2 separate regions of the Ovis aries genome follow, and region 2 is linked to region 1. Evidence: chromatin contacts called from public Hi-C data. All regions are on one chromosome and are shown on one strand. The core of a region is the stretch at or near the end of the contact, and the rest is flanking DNA. Distances in the headings are between cores, read along the strand shown. Region 1 holds the start of GPX8 (glutathione peroxidase 8 (putative)). Region 2 holds the start of SNX18 (sorting nexin 18).

Region 1 (6,369 bases), core at 891-3,390:
CTTTTCTTCACCTCAGTGTATACTGGAAATAAAAGGAATAAAGACCTCACTTTTGTTGTTATTGATGGTGTTAGGCATTATGCTGACTGTCCCTAGAAATTTGAATACAGTGTTTTTGGAAGATTCTGCTTTCATACTTAAATATTATAGAATATCATTAGCCAGTTTGTTGGATTGGAAGACTGATTGCCTGGCTAAGGTCATGGTTTTAGCAAAATTCAAATTACCTGCAGTGGAAATGACTGAGGCAATCATCCACCTAAGTTAGATGAGAGGACGTGAGCTGAATGTCCTTTAGAATAGGGTCTGGCACAGTGGAAGCTCTGTAAGTAAGTACTTTATTTTTACTATTAACAACTTAAACCTCCAAACAATCTTAAGGGGTAGATACTATTGATGTCATTTTACAAACGAGCAAATAGACAGAAGTTAAGTTATGTGCTTGGAGTCACACAGCAAAGGTAACAGAGCAGGGATTTCAACCCAGGTATGCTGGGGCTAAAGCTTAGCCCTTAGTCACAATACTGCACTCCCTTTATGCTGAAAAAAGTCTTTAAATAGACTTCCATAATTAGCTTAATTACAGAGGTAGCCTAACACTACCCTCCTCCAAAAAAAATCAAGATGTGTTATTTTGAATTTTACCAAAAACCACCTTGGCAAACTGAGATGTTCACCCGTGAGGATAATATCTCAGATAAGGCAACATAAAATTAACCAGAAAGATTAGTTTAACTAGTAATGCTCAGCAATATTGATAAGAGATGTGTAGCCAGCTTAAAGTACATTCTTTTGGAAAATAATAAGGAAAATACACTGTAGTAGATTTATTTTGCCATCCAAGAAGTTAAAACATTGATTTTAGGAAAACATAACTTCTAGAAAGTTACAGAGGATGAGAATCTAGTTCTTTGATAGTTTTATAAAACTTTCCCACTAAAACATTTAAAACGAAATAGGAAAGTATGGTCCTGGTGCATTTGTTTTAAAAATGAAAGCAACTAAAAACATTACATTGGTGAGGCAAGGTAGATATTTACCAACAAGAAATCTAAATGCAGGTTCTGCTTCGGATCCTAGAATCTTAATCTTGTGGAAGATGGGGAATGTTACTCCGAAGTTATTTCTTGCAAAAGATACTACTTCCTTGCTCGGGCGGGGCTCCGATTCTCCAAACTGATTGCATGGAAAAGCCAAGACGCTGAAGTGGAATGGTCCAAACTCTTTGTGCAGTTCCTGCAGTGCTAAGTAATTTCTGTCTGTGAGTTGGCAGTCACTAGCCACGTTTACAACTAGTGCAACCTCCCGGAAAAAGAAAAAAATCCAACCGGAAAGTGAAGCAAATAAAATATTAAAAAAAATTCTGCAAGTAGTTAAAACCCTAAACCATTTTGGAGGAATACAGCCTTTGATAGATGATTATTTCATATTTTTATGAAATTTATTCGATACAGTAGATGTCCCCAGTTCTACTGAAAACCATAACCCGAATGCCTGAGTTAAAACTCTGAAAGATCACAACCATTAATAAAGCCCTAGGTACTCATGAAAGTTTTTTTTTAAATAAAAGATAAAATATGATTATTGATAGAGTGCTTTTTAATGCTGTTAGATTGTGGAGTTAATACTTTCATATTCACATTATATGGCATACTCCATAATCACATTACTGTTAGAATTTCCTAAATGATTTAAAGTATTAATCCAACACTTAAAACATCTTAAAGCAAATAGTTAAGATAATCAGTTATCAATTAGCATAGAAACTATGAGAGCACTGATGGCTAAAGTGATATACTAATTTCTCTGAGGACTAAATTATAACATGAACATATAACAGTAAAAAATAGACTGTTACGACAATAAGCAGAGAACATGGGCAAACAATAGAAAAATCAGAAGGTGCAACTTACTTTGCCTTTAAACTTTTCCAGAGAAACCGCTCTTCCATTTGCATCTTTCACTTCAAAAGTATAAAAGCTGTTGATTTTAGGTTTTAGGAATTTGAGTTGTAGGAGGAATAGCATTACTGTGCACAGAATCATAGACAGCAAGACTGCAAATGCCTTTGCTTTGGGCCCTGAACATCTCAAAGGGTAGGCTGTGAGAGGCTCCATTTTGGATGATTCTAGAGGAAAGTCTCAGCAAGCTGGAATTCAAGGAGGAGCTGAAACTTGAAACCAGCTCCGCTTAACGGAAAGTCAGGAAGGACAGACTAGCTCCTGTCAGTGCTGGGGAATAGAAAGCTCCTTTTCAGAGATGGAGCCAATTCCTAAATGAAGTACAAAGCTCTAAAAATATCAATGTATATAGTATGTCAGTTGTAATTTTTGCTCGAAAAATGACATTTTGGGTAGCTCTTTCATATCTGCCCAACAAAGAAAATATTTCACCAGAAGATGGTGCCCTTGTATCTTAAAAGCTGTAAAGTGCTTCCAGCAGTTGGCTGAATGTGGCAGATTGGGTGTATAATACCTAGTAACTCAGAGTGGCAATTAAATTGGTCTATTAGTATGTCACCTAATCAGTAGGAATTTGATATTTATATGTATATAAAGTCATATGGCTTAAGCATACTGTAACTTCAAGGAATTTATAGTGGAAAAGGCAGTGAAATATCCGAAAAGGCTACTTGCTCCGACCTCATCCAGCTAAGGCAGAGCCAGGTGAATATAGTAAAAATAAACAGATGAAAAACAATGACGTCTTTAAAAAACCCTCCTCTATCATAAAACAAACTGTAGTTCAGTGAGTTTTCAAATTTTTGGTTATGGTGCATAGTAAGAAATACACTTTATGGTATAACTCAGTACATACACAGACAGGTGTAACCGAGAAGTTTTATTAAATGAGGTTTCCCCTTTGAACTGCAGCACATCCTGGTCTATTGTGTTTTTAAAACAGCCTGCTTTTGATTTCAAAATGATTTCAAGGTTCACCAATGGGCTGCAAACTCTAGATGGGGAAAAACTTAACTCTATAATAACACAGGACTTTTAGCAATTAAATAAGATGGTGGTGGTGGTGGTGATTTAGTTGCTAAGTCATGCCTGACTCTTGTGACCCCATGGACTGTAGCCCACCAGGCTCCTCTGTCCATGGAATTTTTCAGGCAAGAATACTGGAGTGGGTTGCCACTTCCTTCTCCAGGGGATCTTCCTAACCCAGGGATCAAAGCCAAGTCTTGAGCATTGCTGGTGGTCTCCTCATTGCAGGCAGATTCTTAACCAACTGAGCTACCAGGGAAGATATTTGTATACAAAACACTGCTCCCCATAACCCCCTGCCCCCACCTTTCTACTTGGGTGTGTCATCTAGTTTCATCTTTTGTCTTCATTTTTTTCTGTGGCTGCCACCTTCTATGGGAAGCCTAACTTTGTTGAAAATTTTAGGAGCAAATATGGAAAGGGAATTGAAGGCTGCATATCCCGAAAGCCATGGTTCCTTTAGCCATTTAAAAAAATGCACTGTTTAGGACACATAGCAAGTTTTGAATGAAGTTGCTTTGTTCCATCAGGGCCTGACTGTTGATGTTGTGGTGAATTTGCAGAAAGTGCTAGGAAAGTGCATGGAATGATTTGAGAAGCTTGTGAGAGTCCCTTGCCATTGCTGTTAGATCTCTGGAGATTTAGAGGAAATGCTAAAGTGGCTGCTAGCCCTGCTCCTGCGCTGTGTGTGTTTGGAGGCAGCTGAGCAACGCCCACTGCTGAGGCACCTAAACCTTCAGAGACCATAAACCACTTCACTCCCACTCTTGGGCCCTAATAAGAATGGATACAAAAGAAAACTAATCTCTTGTAAATAAAATTTCTAGTAAAAACTAAAAACGTACACAAAATGTATTCTATCACTTAACTGTGATATTATTTTGGTGTTCTCTAGCAGAGTCATTGAAAAAGATAAAGCCCCTGTGTTTATATTACATCTGAACACTGCTATCTATAGCTTAAATTCTCTGGTTTTCCTCCTCCAATTCTGGTCCTTGTTTGTAGCACTGCCATCACCTGGATGCTTGTTAGAAACACCGCATTTCAGTTTCATCCCAGCCTGTTTTGAATCAGGGTCTGAGTTTTTACAAGATCCCCTCATGACTCAAGAGCACATTTAAGTCTGAGAAACTTTAGACCTTAATCTTTTTCTGGTTTACAGAGCAACAAGCTTCTTTCATTTCCCTTTATCTTCCACACTAAATGTATTTCATGTCTCTGTGTCTACAGCAGCTACGTTAACTCCTCAGACTATTTAAGCAAATAGTTTTAAAATTCAGTTCACAGACCCTGCTATAATTTGAATCATGTAAATCCATCCCATTATAACTGCTTTGAGACAGGGGACCGAGGGAGAACTCTGGAAAGGATGTTGACTGACCATCTCCCAGCCAGGGCCCCAAAGGGTGATGTAATTTTAATAAAATCGTTATGATAGCTTCTAATCCATTGTTTTCTGAGAATTTCCCATTGAGTGATCCGGAGCCGAAAGGGCTTGAGAAGGCCAATATTATGCTATATGAACTTGCAAGAAATTGCTGTAGAAGCCACCATGCTAGTTTTTACAACCAGAAATATAACAATTGTGCAGACCTGATGTTTTATGTTAGTTTGACCAGAAAATTCACTCTATATGGAAACGGCTTTGAAAGCTTAGATAAGTCTCTTGTCATGGACAAAATCAGATCAGAGTAGGTTTGTTAATTTTATGATTCTTAAGGCTTGGGAACATGATATATACATATATAGATATATATTTATGATATATAAGTATTCATACAGGCCCATTAACCAAACATTCAAGACAACAGTTTGGAAAATTTCCACCCTAGACAGAGGTGAACACAGATTCTGGATCTTAAAAATTTCTCCTTTTTTCATTTGGCAGAGTCTTTCTCTGTATATATTTGATTTCATCATCTCTTAGCTTTCTGGGGATCTGTCATCATTGCTTACATGTTCTATCCATACTGAGACCATCTTCAGATTATAGATAAATCCACATTTAAGATTTCTCTTCATAGAGGATCATATGTTAGAAAACCTACCAACACTCTTTCAGAAGATCTAGGAAAGCTTCCAAAAGGGGGAGAAGAGATTGATGAGGTTGAAGGTCAAGGTTAAAGGAGGCTATTTGGTTAAGAATGGGCTAAAGCAGTTGATTCAGTTAATTAATCAACTCAGGCAAAGTAGAAAATTCCATAAGGTGTAAATGATGCAGGCAGCTTTACACAAGTATGGAATCAAGTTTGGACATAAAGCACATGAAACAATTAGGGAATGATTACAAGGAAGCAAATAACCAAGTGCTAAAGAAATGACTCACGTTTGTAAGAGCTGTATACTACACATGATTCTAATCACATTTGTAGAGAGCAATTTTTTGTATTTAATACATAAGTATGTACATAGTTATGTTAAAGGGAATCATGTGTTATATAAAGATCTTTATAGACCTTATGTAATAATTTTTTGAAATATGAAGAAGTTAATAGCTCCTCATTATCATAGAACTAGTAACAGGGACAGCTAAAATTAGAATTTAGGACTTTCAACTTCATAAGCAAAATTATTTTAAAGACATTAAAAAAACTATCTTTTTCTTGTAATAGACAAAATATGCTTCAGTTCAGTTCAGTTGCTCAGTCGTGTCTGACTCTTTGTGACCCCATGAATTGCAGCACGCCAGTCCTCCCTGTCTATCACCAACTCCCGGAGTTCACTCAAACTCACGTCCATCGAGTCGGTGATGCCATCCAAACATCTCATCCTCTGTCATCCCCTTTTCCTCCTGTCCCCAATCCCTCCCAGTATCAAAGTCTTTTCCAATGAGTCAACTCTTCACATGAGGTGGCCACAGTATTGGAGTTTCAGCTTTAGCATTAGTCCTTCCAATGAACATCCAGGACTGATCTCCTTTAGAATGGACTGGTTGGATCTCCTTGCAGTCCAAGGAATTCTAAAGAGTCTTCTCCAACACCACAGTTCAAAAGCATCAATTCTTCAGCACTCAGCTTTCTTCACAGTCCAACTCTCACATCCATACATGACTACTGGAAAAACCATAGCCTGGACTAGATGGACCTTTGTTGGCAAAGTAATGTCTCTGCTTTTCAATATGCTATCTATGTTGGTCATAACTCTCCTTCCAAGGAGTAAGCATCTTTTAATTTCATGGCTGCAGTCACCATCTGTAGTGATTTTGGAGCCCAGAAAAATAAAGTATGACACTATTTCCACTGTTTCCCCATCTATTTCCCACGAAGTGATGGGACCAGATGCCATGATCTTTGTTTTCCGAATGTTGAGCTTTAAGTCAACTTTTCCACTCTCCTCTTTCACTTTCATCAAGAGGCTCTTCAGTTCCTCTTCACTTTCTGCC
Region 2 (6,288 bases), core at 2,521-5,020, 630 kb after region 1:
CAACATAAAAATGGTCCTGGTTTTAATGAAGGAAGTTTCTCAAATCCCAATAGGAGACGATTTTAGTTCTAGTGTTAAATTAACAGACTACATATAAACTCAAAATAGACTTTATGGCAAACATCAAGTATTTTCTACTCACTTCGACAGCAGAGCCACTCAACAAGGCTGAGTGTGTGGTCTGAAGACAGGAAAGCCACTGAATGAACTGATGCTGCCCCGTAGTAGCCAGCCACCTGTGTGTGACTGCAGGAGTCTGCACCTGGCTCGACCCTTTCAACTGTTTACCAACAATCTGCATAAACTCACAGAAACATGTAAAAAGGCACCCAGCACTGGATCCAGAATGATGTAACACAGTGGAATTTAAATGTTAGATCCTGCATTAAAGGCTCAAAGAGTCAGTTGCACCAGCACCGACTAAAATATCAAGAATTCATAGCAATTTATGCAAAAAAGGGGGGGGTCACAGGGAACAAAGATGCAGGTTCAATGCAGGTCAATAGTGATACGACTGCCCAAACAGCTAATTTAACCTTATACTGCACTTACAGTAAATTGTCAAAAAAGTTACTGTTCTCCACTGAAACTAGTATTGCAGATGTTTGGGGCAGTGCATTTTAGCAGGGACTATACCAGCATCAGCATGTTTGCAGGACCCCGCTCTGGGGAGTTAGAAGCCTGTCACCTATTCGGAAGAGGCAGGAGTGCAGCAGAGAGGAAGGAAGCTGCTGTCCCAAAGGGTCTGATGGGCTGACATGACGAGGAAGAAACTTACTGTGTGTGTTTCCAGGCAAAAGAAAGAGAATCAAGAGAGACAAACTTTAGTTTAATACCAGGAAGAACAGGTTAAAGATCTGGGCTGTTTGTAAATGGGTTGTCCCACCTGAAAGGGCAGCCAGCGACTCATTACCCAAGGCCAGGAGGTTTCCACCCCCTCAGGAAGGTGGTTAGTGACGTCCTCTTCCCCTCCCCCACACTGAACCGAAAACCTCTCAGCAAGGCTGCCTCCCCACTCCAACCCCTCTCCAGGCAGGCTATCAGAATGCAAGCCAGCGAGTAACGTTAAGGCAGGAATTACTGCTCTAATTCTGCCCTAACTTATTTTCTAAGAAAACAATCTGCAAACTTCAGTCTTTAGGGACACTAACCACGACTAAATAAAACAAGCTCTGACAGTTGGGCAGCTAACTCGCTGAGATACCAGAAACACTGCTCTCAAACACAATACTCAGATCCTCTACATTCTGCATAGCTTCCCTACACCATTTTCCTAAATAATACTCTTAATTTCAGTCAGTTAGTAGACACCAAATTGAAAATGACCAAGCTTAAAGAGAGTAATTTTCTTAAAACTTCCTGAAATTTGGCCGAGTCTTTTACCTTATTTTACAAAGGCTGCAAGCAAGAAGACTGCAGGAAATTTCTATGCCGCCCCATTTAAGTAGTACCTACAGAGAACTGACCCTAATTTCCCTACCAATGCAGGGGCTGAGATGAGCAGAGGGGCAAAAGCAGGACCTACCTTTCTGCAGATATCCACTCTTGCCCCTGATTTCCACACTTCCCAAAACCCACGGCTAAGTGACACTGCCAGTGTTCAAATGGATGCCTAACATGGCTTGGGTCCCCTTCTCATTCTACCCTAGACACAAGATGATCGATCCCAGAAGCTCATTACCCAGCTATTCAAACTCTAAAATGACAGCACTGTTGCCAAAAGTGCTCTCCCAACCTCCTCTGAAGAGTGTACCCGCAGCCTGTCTGGAAATACTTTTAAGGAGGAAGCTACCAGCCCACCATCCGCCCTACCCTTGGGGCACCGCCTGGCTGCCCACATCCCTGCCGGGATCCCGACCTGTGGGATATTAATCTGAAACAGACAATGGGACTTCTGTCAAAGTGACCCTCTCAGCCTGAACAACACATCCCACACCGTACGCTCTTAAGGCCAGGCTTTACCTTTCTGGACGTGGATGATGTCAGGGAAGTTGGCCAGGTGGCCCTGATACAACGCCAACAGGTCCATTACCGGGTCCAGGTCTTGCCTGGGCTGCTCGGCGAAGAGCTCGCCGATGGCGTCGTAGGCATCTCCGGTGAAGGCGATGGCCTGGTTCAGGCCGGCCGAGAAGGCCTGCTGGTCCAGCTCAAAGGCCTGGCTGAGGCCGCGGAAGGACTGCCCCACCCTCTGGTACTCCTTCTTGAAGCCGGTCACCTGCTTGCGCGCGAACTCGTTGGCTGTGTGGTTGAGCTGCAGCGCGCTGTCGTCCATCTTCTTGGTGAAGCTCTTGAAGCCTTCGATCTTGCTCTCCACCTCCTGCAGGTCGAGGGCGGCGGCGGGGGGCGTGCTCAGGGTCAGGAAGAAGTTGGCGCCCACCATCTCATCCTTCTCGGCCTTTCTCTTGCCCTGCTTCCAGGCCTTCTCGTCGGTGCTGCTGGGGCAGGTCAGGAAGTGCTGGAAGACGTCGCACTGTGCCAGCACCGGGTGGCTGGCCATGTGGTTCATCCACCAGATGAGGCCCTTTCTGCGCTTGGAGATGAAGTCCTCCTCGAAGCGGCCGGTGGCCTGCTTCTCGGGCAGGTGGGGCACCGAGATGACGGGGAACTTCTCAGCCAGACGCGCGTACAGCCAGTCGAAGTGCTTGTAGCGCCGGTGCACCGGTACCTGCGTGTGCGTAGGCACCAGCTTGTACGAGATGTAGCTCTTCATGCCCTTGAACTTGGTCTGCTTGGTGGGGTCGTCGATGGTGCACTGGAAGGGATAGGGGTTCTCCTGCCACTCGGGGCCATAGGGGCCCAGCACCACGCACAGCTTGTCCCCATCCTTCACGAAGCCCGACGCCTCACCCAGCACGAAGGCCTCCCCGCCCGACTTGACGAAGGTGGAGAAGCGGTTGAGGTTACGGCTCACGGTGGCCGAGCTCTTGGCCCCCGACGGGTGGTGCTGCGGGGGCGCAGAGCCGCCGCGGGAGCCCAGCGACAAGTCGGAGCGCGTGGACAGGCGGTAGCGGCCAGCAGCGCCGACGCCCCCAGACGACGAGCCGTCGAGGTCTGGGTAAGCGCCGCTCCCCAGCGCGCCCGGCTCGTCAGCCACGGTGGAGCTGTCGTCCCACTCATCGTCCCAGTCATCGTCGCTACCCTGGCTGGCCTGGTAGCCGCCGCCGCCGTAGAGCTGCTGCGGCGACGGCTGCAGGGCGCTCCCGCCGTACGAGAAGCCCGCGCCCGGCGGCTGGAAGGTGCTCGCCGGCGGCGCCTGTTGCGGTTGCAGCAGCGGCTGGAAGGCGTCGGGTGGCGGCTTGAAGGAGGTGGGCGGCGCGGCAGGCAGGGGCTCGAAGCCGCCGGGTGGCACGTTGGCGTAGCGGGCCGGGGCGCCCGGGCCGCCGTCGCCAGCCGGGCTGGGCTCGGGGGCGCGGATCACCTGCACGTAAGAGGCCGGGAAGAGGCCGCGGTCTCCGCGGCTGTTGATCCCCTCGAGCCAGCCTTCGATGTCCTGTTCGCTGCACAGGCTCAGCACCTCGTGCTCCCGCAGCGAGATCTCGCCCGGGTTCTCCGACCTGAAGTCGTAGAGCGCCCGGGCGCGCAGCGCCATGGTCCCGGCACCCCGGCGGGCTGCCCCCTGACCCCCGGCGCCCTGAGCCTGGCGCCCGCCCGAGGGGCCTGCGGTGGTGCCCGCGCCGTGGCGCGCGGAAAGGAGCCCCGAAGGCAGTACACGCTCCTGAGCCCCCACCCGCCGGTCGCGCCCTCCGCGCCGCTCCGCTAGCAGCGCAGACTGCCGCGCTGGGCCGCCGCCGCCGGTCGGGGGCGGGGCCCGGGGCCTCCCACGTCCCCAGCTGCGCTAATCCACGGCCGAGAGCCGCGCTCCAGGCGAGAGCAAGCGATGGCCGAGCCGCCGCGCACGACCCCAGGTTCGACTCCGTGGCCGCCACTGCCCCCTTGTGGCCAGTGCCGTTCAGTGAGGCCCAGGGGTGAGAGCTTGAGGGTGAAGGTTTCTATTCAGAAGTGAACTGAGATTTTTCTTTTTTAGGCTTTTAAGTTGAAAAAAAAAAAAGTATCCTAGAAAGTAAGTTAATATTTTCATTGCTGATTAACGTTCCCGCTCTGAGTGCTCAGTGAATACTCGTACAATGACATAAACCCACGCGTCTGTTGAAGGGTTTTCAGTGAAGGTTAGCTATTGCGCTAAGAAAGACGGAATGCCGGGAGGGGCGCTGTAAACTGACGGAGGAGCTCCCTAACATCTACCCACTGTAGGTTTTTGGTCAAAAAAGAGAGGAGCGTGACAAGAGCAAAGTAAGGAAGGCGTTGCGTTTCACCAATTAAGAGGCTAAAGGTGGTGTGGCGGAGGGAGGCATTGGAGAGTTTACACTAAAATGAATGTGCTGAGAAAGCTTGCATTTTGTCTGTGTCCCTTCCCTAAAACGCTTGAATGAAAGTTTACGCTTCCGCCCCAGGCTACTGGGGTCGATCTGTCTTCTGATAATCCCTGCCTGTATGACCTTGAGCAAGTCACTTTTTGCACTCCGGGATTTGTGGGGATTTGATAATCGTGCAGACAGAGGAGGAAAATGAAACAGAGAGTTAGCATTATAGGTGGGAAGCACAGTTTAAGTGTTTGCTGCCGCTGTTGCTGCTGCCGTTGTTATTTTGAAAAGCAAAAACCTTGTCCTCCTTCATAAGAAAGAAAGAAAAGAAAGAAGAAAGTGAAGTCACTCAGTTCTGTCCGACTCTTTGTGACCCCATGGACTGTAGCCCACCAGGCTCCTCCATCCATGGAATTTTCTAGGCAAGAATACTGGAGTGGGTGGCCATTTCCTTCTCCAGAGGATCTTCCTGACCCAGGGATTGAACTCAGGTCTCCCTCACTGCAGGCAGACACTTTAGCACCTGAGCCACCAGGATGCTAAACTGCTTCAGTCGTGTCCGACTCTTAGCGACCCCATGGACTGTAGCCCACCAGCCTCCTCTGTCGATGGGATTCTCCAGGCAAGAATACTGGAGTGGGTTGCCATTTCCTTCTCCATTATAAAGAGAATAGGGGTCCTAAAATTACAGTCTCCGGATATGTGCTGGAGGAAGGGTACCAGTGTTCAGACCCCTGCTCCTAGTCTGGACTCAGTGACCACCCCTCTCCATTCGTCTCACTATGTTTATATTATTTTTAAGATAAGTAGATAAAATCACTTCCTGAAGTTTAAATCAATGCCAATCTCCTAGAGTTGCCTTATTTCACATTTTCTTTTCTTTCAGAGTATAATTTGCCTAAAGCTTTTTCTTCTCAGAATCTCCTCTTATTAAGTCTAGCCTAATTATTCCTTTGAAGACACCTCTAATTGGGTGTTAGCATTCATATGTCATTAATTTCATCCTGTCTTCTGACCCTTTTCAAGCAAATCTGGGAAACAAGCCAGAAGAGTATACAATCATTATAAGAGCTGTGGAATTCTAAGCTTCCTGCACAAAACCACCAACCCAGTATACCAGAGTTACTCCCACAGTATTTATCCCTAATACAAACCCTTAATTCAGTTCAGTAAGCAACTTCTGAATTACACCACTTGTAGCTGAAAATTCTGGGTTAGGACAGTTCTCACAGCAAGTAACAGAGGTCACTCAATTTTGATGTCAGCAATTGATGTGGTCAGAATCATGACATCAACATCTATGAAACATCAAGATTACAATTTATTTTGCTTATTAGCTCCTGAGAAGCTAATCTGAAATATTTAAGATAAATCTATTCTGTTTCACCTTTACTATTCATCTGGTAGTTAACCTTAAAGAGTTATTTAAGTAGCATGAAACTTGTGATGCTTTGGGATTTCAAATAGGGAGGGAGACTGAAAATCTGTTTCAGGTGTGAATGTTGCTGAAATTTGAGGGGATTTATAGATAGGTTGGACTTCTCTGTAGAGTCATGGCTGGGGAACTGCTGGATTCCAGAGGTTGTTTGCAGAACCAGTGCAGGAGCAAATGTTTAGCGGTCATGAACGACAGGGACATGGTTCCTAGCCCCATGGCACCCTAATAGCAGGAAAGACCCCACCCCTTAAAGGCCGTGGATAGCTAGAAAATATACTCAAGTATTAAATCTTATAAATGTTCACTCAAGGAAGTAGATATAGTAGTACATTGTAAAGAGATTTCTCTAGAAAATGAAGCATATTACTTCAATTTACAGAACTTCAATTAACTCAATTTACAGAATCATCATTATAACCATCAACTATTTCCATCTCATTATGCTTTTCTAAAAACAAGTCACTAGGGAATACTAAATGGCTCCAAACA

The links. A called contact is a pair of places that touch in the nucleus more often than the background predicts.
Region 2: a Hi-C map of muscle shows a contact between it and region 1, with 9 times the contacts expected there. The contact joins the promoter of SNX18 here to the promoter of GPX8 in region 1. A contact is called at or near these places in 2 of 16 Hi-C or Micro-C datasets (muscle and skin fibroblasts).

The regions. Positions count from the first base shown.
Region 1 is chr16:24,145,981-24,152,349 of ARS-UI_Ramb_v3.0, forward strand. GPX8 (glutathione peroxidase 8 (putative)) reads right to left here and starts at 2,141. Exons shown (of 2, transcript XM_015101298.3): 1 at 1,914-2,141. The coding sequence starts at 2,117. The region is part of intron 2 of CDC20B (cell division cycle 20B); the gene reads left to right.
Region 2 is chr16:24,774,507-24,780,794 of ARS-UI_Ramb_v3.0, forward strand. It overlaps SNX18 (sorting nexin 18), which reads right to left and starts at 3,771. Exons shown (of 2, transcript XM_004023198.5): 1 at 1,963-3,771. The coding sequence starts at 3,589.